2 separate regions of the Mus musculus genome follow, and region 1 is linked to region 2. The links are chromatin contacts, called in public HiCAR-type maps. All regions are on one chromosome and are shown on one strand. Each heading gives the region's core, a stretch centred on a gene start, on an enhancer-like site or on the middle of the called end of the contact. The rest is flanking DNA. Distances are from core to core; before and after follow the strand shown. Region 1 holds the start of Resf1 (retroelement silencing factor 1). Region 2 holds the start of Ints13 (integrator complex subunit 13).

Evidence for each region. HiCAR-type assays count read pairs that join an accessible place to other places.
Region 1: a contact with region 2 is called in a HiCAR-type map of astrocytes, with 3 times the contacts expected there. The contact joins the promoter of Resf1 here to the promoter of Ints13 in region 2. A contact is called at or near these places in 1 of 39 promoter capture datasets (pre-B cells) and 1 of 115 datasets of contacts at active chromatin or transcription factors (astrocytes).

Annotation. Positions count from the first base shown.
Region 1 is chr6:149,306,877-149,311,948 of GRCm38.p6, forward strand. Resf1 (retroelement silencing factor 1) reads left to right here and starts at 2,538. Exons shown (of 5, transcript NM_026054.3): 1 at 2,538-3,028; 2 at 3,446-3,501.
Region 2 is chr6:146,576,433-146,581,244 of GRCm38.p6, forward strand. It overlaps Ints13 (integrator complex subunit 13), which reads right to left and starts at 1,403. Exons shown (of 18, transcript NM_138757.2): 1 at 869-1,403; 2 at 1-28. The coding sequence starts at 17. Fgfr1op2 (FGFR1 oncogene partner 2) reads left to right here and starts at 1,479. Exons shown (of 7, transcript NM_026218.2): 1 at 1,479-1,776.

The sequences.
Region 1 (5,072 bases), core at 1,288-3,787, 2.7 Mb after region 2:
GACCTTGGTGGTCAGCCTCAGGATAAGTCAGACACAAGAAAGTCAATAAGGAAGTCTATCGGGGGAGTCTACTGATTTAGCAAAAAGAGAAATGGAAAGGGGCATGACTCATGCTATGTTTGGGCCTGTCAGAACCCTTCAGCATTTTCTAATTTTTTTTTTCCCCGTTTCTTTGGTTGAGATAGGGTCTCTTTGTTTAACCCTATGTAGGCCAAGATGGACTCATTCACTCACAGAGATCTATCTGCCTGTTTCTCCTTCCCAGATTCTGGGATTAAAGGTGTATGCCACTAAACCCAGCAGAGGGTGCGTTTTTCTTTCAAGTACTTTGTAGAACATTTTGCCATTTCATTTGCAGATTGATAATGAGGTCATCAACAGCTTATCTTTGTTGAAGCCTGCCCCCACTAGCTGTAGCCCTTTTTTTTCCATGCCTATCAGCGATTTCATATTGTTGCTAATAATATTCCTGCCAGTCATTAACACAAAAAAATAACTTGACTCAGAGAAAGGTCATGCTGAGCACACATCCTGTTATGTTTGTTAATCTTAAGAAATTCCACAAAACTTTAGGTAGGACCTGTTAAATCAAAGGTCAATATGGATTGTCATGTCTAAAATGGCTTGTCAGAGATGATCACCAAGCAGTGCACCTTCGTGCACCTGAGTTTGAGCTCACTGTGGTTTTTGTGGCTGACATTGAAGAATGCTACTAATAATCCAAAAAGTTATGATTATAATACTCATGTTATCTCAAATTTCACCCGTTTGTAAGACCCCCACCCTCGGTCAGTGATACTTACTTCAAGACAACTCCAACACTGAGACAGATAGATGCAAAAAGCAAGAGGTTTATTTTCTGGTGCGATGGGATCGACCTTCAATTAGTCTCTCAAGGAGAGTGACTAGAAGGTGACTCTGAACAGCTACTGCAGTTTTTATACTTTTTAAGGGCACAGGTTACATCAGAAAGGTTACAGTTCAAACTTATTGGCTAACCATATTGACCTTTAAATCTATTGGCTAGAAAGCATGGGTAGATCATGACGTGCATTTGAACTCTATCTGGGACTTTCCAGAGGGTCAGGTGACTATCAGTCAGTACATTCTGTGGTTTTTCTGAGAATTGTTTACTCAAGAAAGTTCCTGTGGGTGGAGAATGGAATTTGACTTGGTCTTGACCTCAGGTGGGAGGGAGAAGCAGAAGTGGGGAGAGGGAGTGTAAGACTGGCAAAAGCCCTTAGGGTCCTTCATGTTCACCACCCATGTACCACCCTCTGTAGAAATCATAGTTTTAGGGGTCAAAATGAACCGACCAAGTCTACAGCTGCCAAAACAAGATTAGCAGTTCTCAGAAAAATAACAGTTCTCGGAAAAAGTCTCCTGCCCCACCTCGCACTAAATTCCGAGAAAAAACACAAACTGACCTTCTTGCCAGAATTCCCTGAAACATTAGTAGCTGACCAATGAGTTTTAAAATATACTGCTGCTTTGCTGACCCATCATAATATGGCTGTCCAACCCTCCACAAAATGTATAAAGGAACTATGCTTTCTGAGCTCTGGGGTTGACCCTCCCTGCGACGTGTCAGAACAATAAACCTCTTGCCATTGCAGCGATCTGTTGTCAAGTTGTGTTTTTGGGCTTGCGCACCCAGGGTAAAGCCTCGGAGGTCTTACACCTCCATTCCTTACCTAGGACCAATCAGCTTAAAAGTTAGCTGATAATACTTTGCCTAGTAAGCCTACTGCTTCCCTTCTTGCCCATTAAATGTTTTGTTATTTTCCCTATAAAAAGCCTACCCTGAGAGCAGACTAGGAATATAATTATGTTTCTGAGTTCTTTTTGCAGTCCTGAAGGTTTATTAATAGGGTAAGTGTTCAGTAAGTTGCTTAACTGGATCACTGTTCATATACTTTTGTTAGTATATGAACATGAATCTCTGAAGAATGATATCCCAGACTCAAATACTATGCAACAGCAAACAGCATTTATTGAACAAATTCCTGCACTCAGGAGCCCAATTCCATCAGGCCAATTCACTCTTTTCAGTTTGTGTGGCGATTCCTGAACCCCAACAATATATTTCCACTGGCCCTTGACGTTTCACTCCAGAAGCCCTTGTAGAAATATAGTTTTAGCAGTCAAAATGACCAGACCAAGTCTAAAGCTGCGAAAACAAGATTAGCAGTTCTCGGAGAAATAACTATAACAAATAATAACAGTTCTCCTGTCCCGCCTCGCACTAAATTCCAAGAAAAACCACAAATTGCTCTGACCTTGCTGCCAGAATTCCCCCGCGACATTGGTAGCTGACCAATGAGTTTAAAAATATTCTGCTGATTTGCTGACCCATCATAATATGATTGTAAGGCCTGGGGGTCTTACACCCTCAGGTGATTCTCATATAAATTCTAGGTGCAAGGCTGAGCTTTTTTCTCCCCTCAGACTGTAGAAGGCACACCTGCCCGGCACTAGGACCGCGGCCCTGGTGCAAGCGCTCGGGGGCGGAGTGGGGACCCAGCTGGACCCGCCCCAACGAAGGCTGCCACCAAACCTCTGCGCGCTCTGCGCTTGGCAGAGGCCTCGTCCCTTGCTATTGGCGTGTAAGCACCCGCCGGGCGGCAGGTCTGCTTCGGATCGGGCTTTTGTTCGGCCCCCTGGGCTCGGGGCTGGGTTTTCGCCACCTCTGTCCCGGCGGAGGGGCGCCGCCCGGGTCCTCGCTGTACCGCGGGGTCGCTGCGCGCCGGGCGGGCGCGGTCTGAGGTTGTTGGCCCGAGAAGCAGGCGGGCTTGTTGCAGCTAAGCGTCCCTTCCGGTTTCGGAAGGAGAAGCAGAGCTTTGTTTTGTTTTTCGGTTTCTTTCTGTCTCGGTCTTCCGCTCCTTGGCCCCCCTGCGACCCAGCGGAATTGCCTTGCGCTCCGCCTTCGAGCGCCCAGGCCTGTGTGAGCGCCGCGGCCCGCAGCATCTTGGAATCTGTTTGCATTTGTGGTACTTAAGAGTGCCTTCCTAGAAAAATGGAAAAACAGGTAAAGTGGGTGAGCTGGCTTGCATTTCAGTAGGCCAACTACAGAACTTGCGTGGGGATTTAAATTGTCTGCTGGGTGTGTTACAGTTAAGGGGAATCTTAAGTTTGTTTCTTGTTACCATTCAGATATACTAAGGTCTTAGTTATTGCTCCACTCAGCCCCCATCAGGTTCTCTTTTATCAGTCCACTAAAATTACTAAAGAAGTATTTTTGCTTTGGTATTAAAGGGCAGTAGTGGACTTGGAGAAGCCCGCTTGAATTCTAGTGGCAGGGAATATTTTGAGAGTAGCCTAATTCAGTAGTTTTGTTTTTAGCACAATTGAAATAAATTCAGTAAACTTAGTATGGTCTCAATGACACTGTAAGGGAAATGTACTAGACCTTAACTCTTGCTTTCTTGTTTCTTGATTTTCATAGAATTAGAGGCGTGAATACCTTGTGGAAGAGATTAAAAGGTAAAATTGTATTTACAGGTAAGTTTGCCTTTTATAAAGCCTATCCTGGTTCTACTGGATGACTATTTGCATTGTACCGTGGACTAACTTATTTTAGAATAAAGAGTATCATTGAATCAACACTAGTTAAACCTACAGAACTTGCCTAGCATGTGCTTGCCTTCAATTTTTGCATTTGGGAGACCAAGTCAGACAGATCTTTGAGTTAAAGGCTAGCCTAATCTACATACCAAATTTCAGTTTAGCTAGGACTGCATAGTGAAAGACTCAAAAAACTATCACCAAACAAAACTGTCACAGATCCAATGGGACACAGTAGATTTGATGGCAAAGCTTAAGAAATAATGTTGTTGGTATGGTACTTAACAATTTTATTTTTTGCCTTCATGAGATAGAGGAGAGATGATTTTTGCATTTTTTGTTTTGTTTTGAATTTTGGCAGTGTTCGAGATAGAACTCAGCCAGATTGCTACCCTGGAAAAGATTATGGTAGCTGGTGAATTAAAGTTACCTAGGCAGAGGCTAGCTCTTATTTTTGGTGGGAATGTAGTACCAGGGACTGTTTCTTATTTATTTTTAACTTGTTTTAATTTATGTGCGTAAGTGTTTTGCCCACATGTAAGTGTAGTTTTGTGTGCTTGGTGTGTAGAGCTCAGAAGAAGGCCTGGATCCTCTAGAACTGGAGTTACAGGCAGTTATAGCCACATGTTAGTGCTGGGACCACTTTTAGGGCCACAACTATTGAGTCATGTCTTTAAGCACTTATACTTAGTGATCTCTAGGGTTCCAGTCCATGACCATAAAACCTGTTAGAAAGCCTTTTCTGCCTACGAGGGCTATGGTTCCTACAGTGTAAGGAACAAGATAAAGAAATGATACCATGGATGAATGTAGCCATGGAAACCAAGCCTAGAGTGTGTGCATGAGTATGATAAAGTTGAAGTAAGGTGAACTTCCAATGGAGTAATGTGTGAATGCTTTAATTATTATTGGTTAAGTGTAGCTTAAATACTCCTGTCTGGCCACCGCAACTCACTCTAGGTTTGGTTTCCATGGTTACATTCATCCATTGTATTGTTTCCTTATCTTGTTCCTTACATACAGTTATGTTACTTGGATTCAGGTCTTGCTTGACCCCTCCAACTTGGGTCTACCACTTACTGTAAAATCTCAGAAGAATTTTACTTTCCTGCTTAGCTTCTCATCTGTAAATGGGATAACAGTAGTACCTACATTATGGAACTGTGGTAAGTTACAAGGGGGAAGCAGAGACAGGCAAATCTCTTAGTTCCAGGCCAGCCTAGTCTACATATTGTGACCCTGTCTAAAAAATCATTCCCAAACAAAACCAGCCAGTCAACCAACCTCTTAGATACTCTTTTTTTTTTTTTTAAAGACTTAGTTATATATAAGTACACTGTAGCTGTCTTCAGACACAGCAGAAGAGGGCATCAAATCTCATTACAGATGGTTTTGAGCCACCATGTGGTTGCTGGATTTGAACTAAGTACCTCTGGAAGAGCAGTCAGTGCTCTTAACCGCTGAGTCATCTCTCCAGCCCTGAACACTCTTAAAATAGCTCCCAGCAC
Region 2 (4,812 bases), core at 153-2,652:
TCAGAAAAAATCTTCATTTTGTTTTAACCTGTAAAAGGATAAACAAACTAGTCAAAACGATGACACATAACATTTATCATAAATGATTTCTCACTTAAGTGTGTTTTCAAGATTTGATACGGATCCTAAGTTCTGAGAATTTTGTGCAAAAAAGGCCAAAGTAATGGTGCCAGTTCAAAGAATATGCCACATCATACCATGCAGTCTATCTACCAAATGAAGTTAGTTCATACTTCTTTTTTTCTTTTACAAAGCACTTAAAATAGAAGAAAACATCTGTGCACATTGTATTTGATTCTTATGCCTACAAATCACAGATCTAATTCCTCAAATGTATTTATGGTGATCCTTGTTAGGGGCTAAGGGAAATCAACAGGAAAAGACTGACAGCAAAAGTACAACCCAAAATAGACACACATCTCCTACGGTAACTGCATATTGCGTCTTTCTATGGCTTCAAACTCATCCTCTCCCTCCACTTGCAATACACTACAGTAATTCACCACGTAGACCACAACAAGCAGATGCTATCCCATGCTGGCGAAGAGAAAACACTTCTAAAACTTTTTCTTATAAACACAGAACATGTGGTGCACTGCCCTGCTTCGCTCCTAAAATTTTACAGACCAAAAAAAAAAAAATTTTTTTTTTAAACCTACATTCTAAAGCACCTGGGAAACAGCAAGTGTTCAAGGTAACAAACCACCTTAGGGTCCCGCTATTACCTCCTGCTGCTCTGGAACGCACCGCCCCTCCCCGCCAAAGTCCCTGTCTGCAAACCTTCTGCACACACCTGACTGCAAGGGGGGTGGGGGGCGGCGAACGAGGTGAGTGGATGGGGAAGACCTCGGCATCGAGGTTCGCTTACTTTCGTGCCTGGTCCTGCAGTGAATGAACGGAGGCTGAGAGAGAAGGCGGACGAGGGTGGGTGGGGAGTCGGCGCACAGTCGGTCTGGTACAACCCGCAGAAGACTGACTGCCCGGCTCATCTCCCAACACTCCGGCTGCTTAAACGCAGGGGCGCGCGCATGCGCGTGCAAGCACAAGAGCGCACTCGGACTCGCGCGTGCGCACGGCGCTCTCGCACAGCCCCGCCATCTTCCCTTCTCCTTAGAAGCCACCAGAGGCCGAACCGGAAGAGGGCGGAGCAAGTGAGGGGAAAAAAAAAGCCTTTAACATTTGTTCCCAATCAACCGTAGGGAAGAACGGTCAGGACGACCCGAGAGATCCCCCCACAAAGTACTAAGCCACGGCCGGGACAAGCCAGCCTCGGCTCTGGACAGGCAGAGCCTACCCACCCAACCTCCCCTCTCCGCCTCCAGTCCGGGCCGGTAGCCCCTCGGAAAACACGCGAGAGTGTGCGAGCGGCAGAGCAAAACCTTGAGAGGGGGGCGAGGAGAGAAGCCCCGCCCCCTCCCCGTTCTCCAATCAACGGCCAGCCGTTTACCGGGGGTGGGGCCTTCGGGAACCAGCAGAGGGAAGTCTCGCGAGGCTTGTCGCTCAGCGGCTGCGGGTCGCGGAGGTTCTGGTCCGCCCGGGATGGGGCCGAGACGAGTGGGTTTCCCGTACGTCCCGCCGCTGTGTGAGCAGGACTGTGCGTCCGCTCGCTGAGCAGGCGCAGCGAGGGCGCGGAGACCACTCCGTGGGCACTCCACCTCGCGGGTGGTCGTCGCCCCAGGGGGACTGAAGCGCAGTGGAATAACTACACGCGTGGGCGAGCCTCTGAGCCGGGCTTCCTCTCTCCGTGCTCTCCCTGAGGTCCTGCCGGGAACTGAGGTACGGAAAGTTCCCTGAAAACCCTGGGCCTGCACGCCGCGGGACACCCCTTCCGGGTTCCCCTTCCTGCCACTCGGGAGCTCCGTGGGCGGTGGCCTGAGGGACTTGTCACTGTTGAGTTTACCTCAGCACACTTGACCGCGTTTGCGCCTGGGACTTAGCCACGGTCCTGAGGGAGCTGCTGGGATCGTTTGAGTCCCTCAGCGGCCTTCCAAATTCGGTTTCAAGTTGAAAAACTGGTTTTCTCCAGACAAATGTTTCAGAAGCTCCAAGTGTGTGCATTCCACCATTTTCAAGAACAGTGCAGTTCTCTGCTTTCAGAGTGATGTGTGTGGACAGGATGCTTATTGGTGTGTGTGGTCTGCACGCATTCTTTCTTTATCCCATTCTAAGGTTTTCTTTGAAAGACACATGCTTTTTATATTGCTACCAGCATCTGTGTCTGCTCCTCAAGAGTGAGGACTCTCTTTTCTTCCCGTCCTCCTTTCCAGAACACGGACCTCAGAACTGCCTACGTTCTGTATTCCACTCACACTGCACCAGGTTTTTTTGCTTCTTTCACTGTGACTGTTACAGTTGCCCTTCCTCCACCCCAAACCGGTGTCCCCGCCTCAGCCTTCCATACTTACTGTGACATGTATTCGCCTGAAACTTTTTCAAGTTCTAATTTAAGCATATCGATTCATCAGGGTTTTTTACCATCCTATCTCATCATATTTTACCTTTTCAGTGTCATCTTATTGCCACCCCTAATTCCTTTCCAAACACTGTGCCATGTGAGTCCATATAGTCTGCTAGAATGCTTGCTTTTCCTTCTGTCTTATCATCTATCAAAACCCAATTCATAGATGATTCTTTTTAGACTCCCTCCGGTGACATTGACAGTACAATGAACTCGGATAGCTCTTGACATAGTTTTGCAGTATTCATTAGGATGTATTATTTGTTCAATTACCTGTCTCTCCTGCCAGCTTGAACTTGAGTCTGGAATCATGTCTTATTCATGTTTAAAACAAATGCTATCTCAGTGTTGGCACAGAGCAAGCAATATATATATATATATATATATACACATACACGCACATATATATATTTATTTATAATGTCATTCTAAAGAATTTGATATAAAAATTCTGTCTCTTAGAAGTCAGAATATTAGAACCTAAAGGAACTTTTTTTAGGGTAAAAGCCTTTACTTACCTGCTTTGAACATGAGCAGTCATGTACTCCTAACACTTATGTAATTGTACTTTTGTTGTTAGTGGTTGGAGATTGTATATAATATCAAAAGCACATGCATGCACACACCCTATGTATTCAAATGACTCTATGTTAGTATCATGTTTGACAACTAGGATTTTATGTGATGCAAATGTTTTTGATAGTGCTCAGCATAAGAAAAATTTTACCGACTCTTGGCCATATGTTAGAAATAACTGGTTTGGGTTAGGTTAGTCCTTTTTTGGATTGTTAATTTGAACACACACACAGCATAGCCACGATTTTAAGGAGCATATAAATTGGTCTTCATTCAATGTGCTCTTTCTCTCAAATTGTGTTCCTTTCAACTTTAAGAACTGCTTTTCAGCCAGGCGGTGGTGGCACATGCCTTTAATCCCAGCACTTGGGAGACAGAGGCAGGTAGATTTCTGGGTTCGAGGACAGCCTGGTCTACAGAGTGAGTTCCAGGACAGCCAGGGCTACACAGAGAAACCCTGTCTCAAAAAACAAAAACAAAACAAAACACAAACAAAAAAAGAACTGCTTTTCTTCCTCAAGCTCCAAGTACATTAATTTTCAGGAAGAATAGAAACTTTCTGTAATTTCAAATAGTTTATATGTCTTTACAAGATACTCATTTTTATGTGTTCTTTATATACATTCTTTATGTTTGTTTATGAGTTGTTGTTGGAATCTGTACGTAGACTTGACTGTCCTAGAACTCACTTGATAGACCAGGCTGGCCTTAAGTTCACAGATAATCACCTGGCTCTGCCTCCCTAGTGCTGAGATTAAAAGTATGTACCACCATATTTGACTATATACATTCTTGATCTCTTAAAGTATTTCTCTGAATGACTTGAAACACATTTTTATTTTGCTATTTTCATGTGCCAGTTAATATATTACCTTTGTATTTACAAACACTAGAGGTACCCACCCGAGCAGTAACAATTTAAACTCCTGACATTTAAAAATACAGCTGTCATATGTCACCATTTTTTTTAAATCTCCAGAAATTGGGTAATTAGTAGATTTGTTTATGAAAGAAACAAGAGTTACTTGAATTTTTTCGGATTTTTCCTTAACTAAAGCTAAAAAGTAACCAGCTGGCAGTTGCTGCTGTGGGTGGGTGGTGGTTTCTCTAAGGAGCAGCAGAATGTTCTGGACCATCTGTAAGACTCTGACTGCAGATGTCTTAGTGGTCGAGTGGGTGAAAATGTGGCTAAAGCAGGAAGCAAAAGAAGAAAGGAAACTTGTTTCTTAAAGGTGTACCTTTGTAATTTGAGCCTACCTGTTTAAAATAATTTAAGTGTATTATGGCTAGTTAAGACAAGCACTGAGAAAATAAGCAAATACATTGAAAATATTCCTTTTTTAAATTGGAGTCATTTTTTTTAGTGTGTAACAGAATGTGTTAAACAGTATCCCACTTTATTTACTGGTCAAAAGGGAAGAGAAGCATCTTTCAAAAAGGATGGCAAAACAGATTCACATTATAAAACATTTTAAGCTTTTCTGAGGTTTACAAACAGGAAATGAGTATATAGATTTTCAGAAGCTGTGTCACTGTTTTTCTGAAATGTTAATTAGGTGTTGAGTTTTCTGTTTATAATTCCTTCTGTGTGGATGAGAGTTTTTAAATCTAAAACATAAAATGTAGTTCATTTAATTAGTTTTTGTGCAGCCTAGAGAACATGTTCTTAAAAGCTCACCATAACTCACTGCTAATTAAGACTAGTTAATTTTTATGTATACTTAAAACAATTGCTAAATTTTTATAGTTATGAAAATTATTTAAAAATTTGTTGTTTA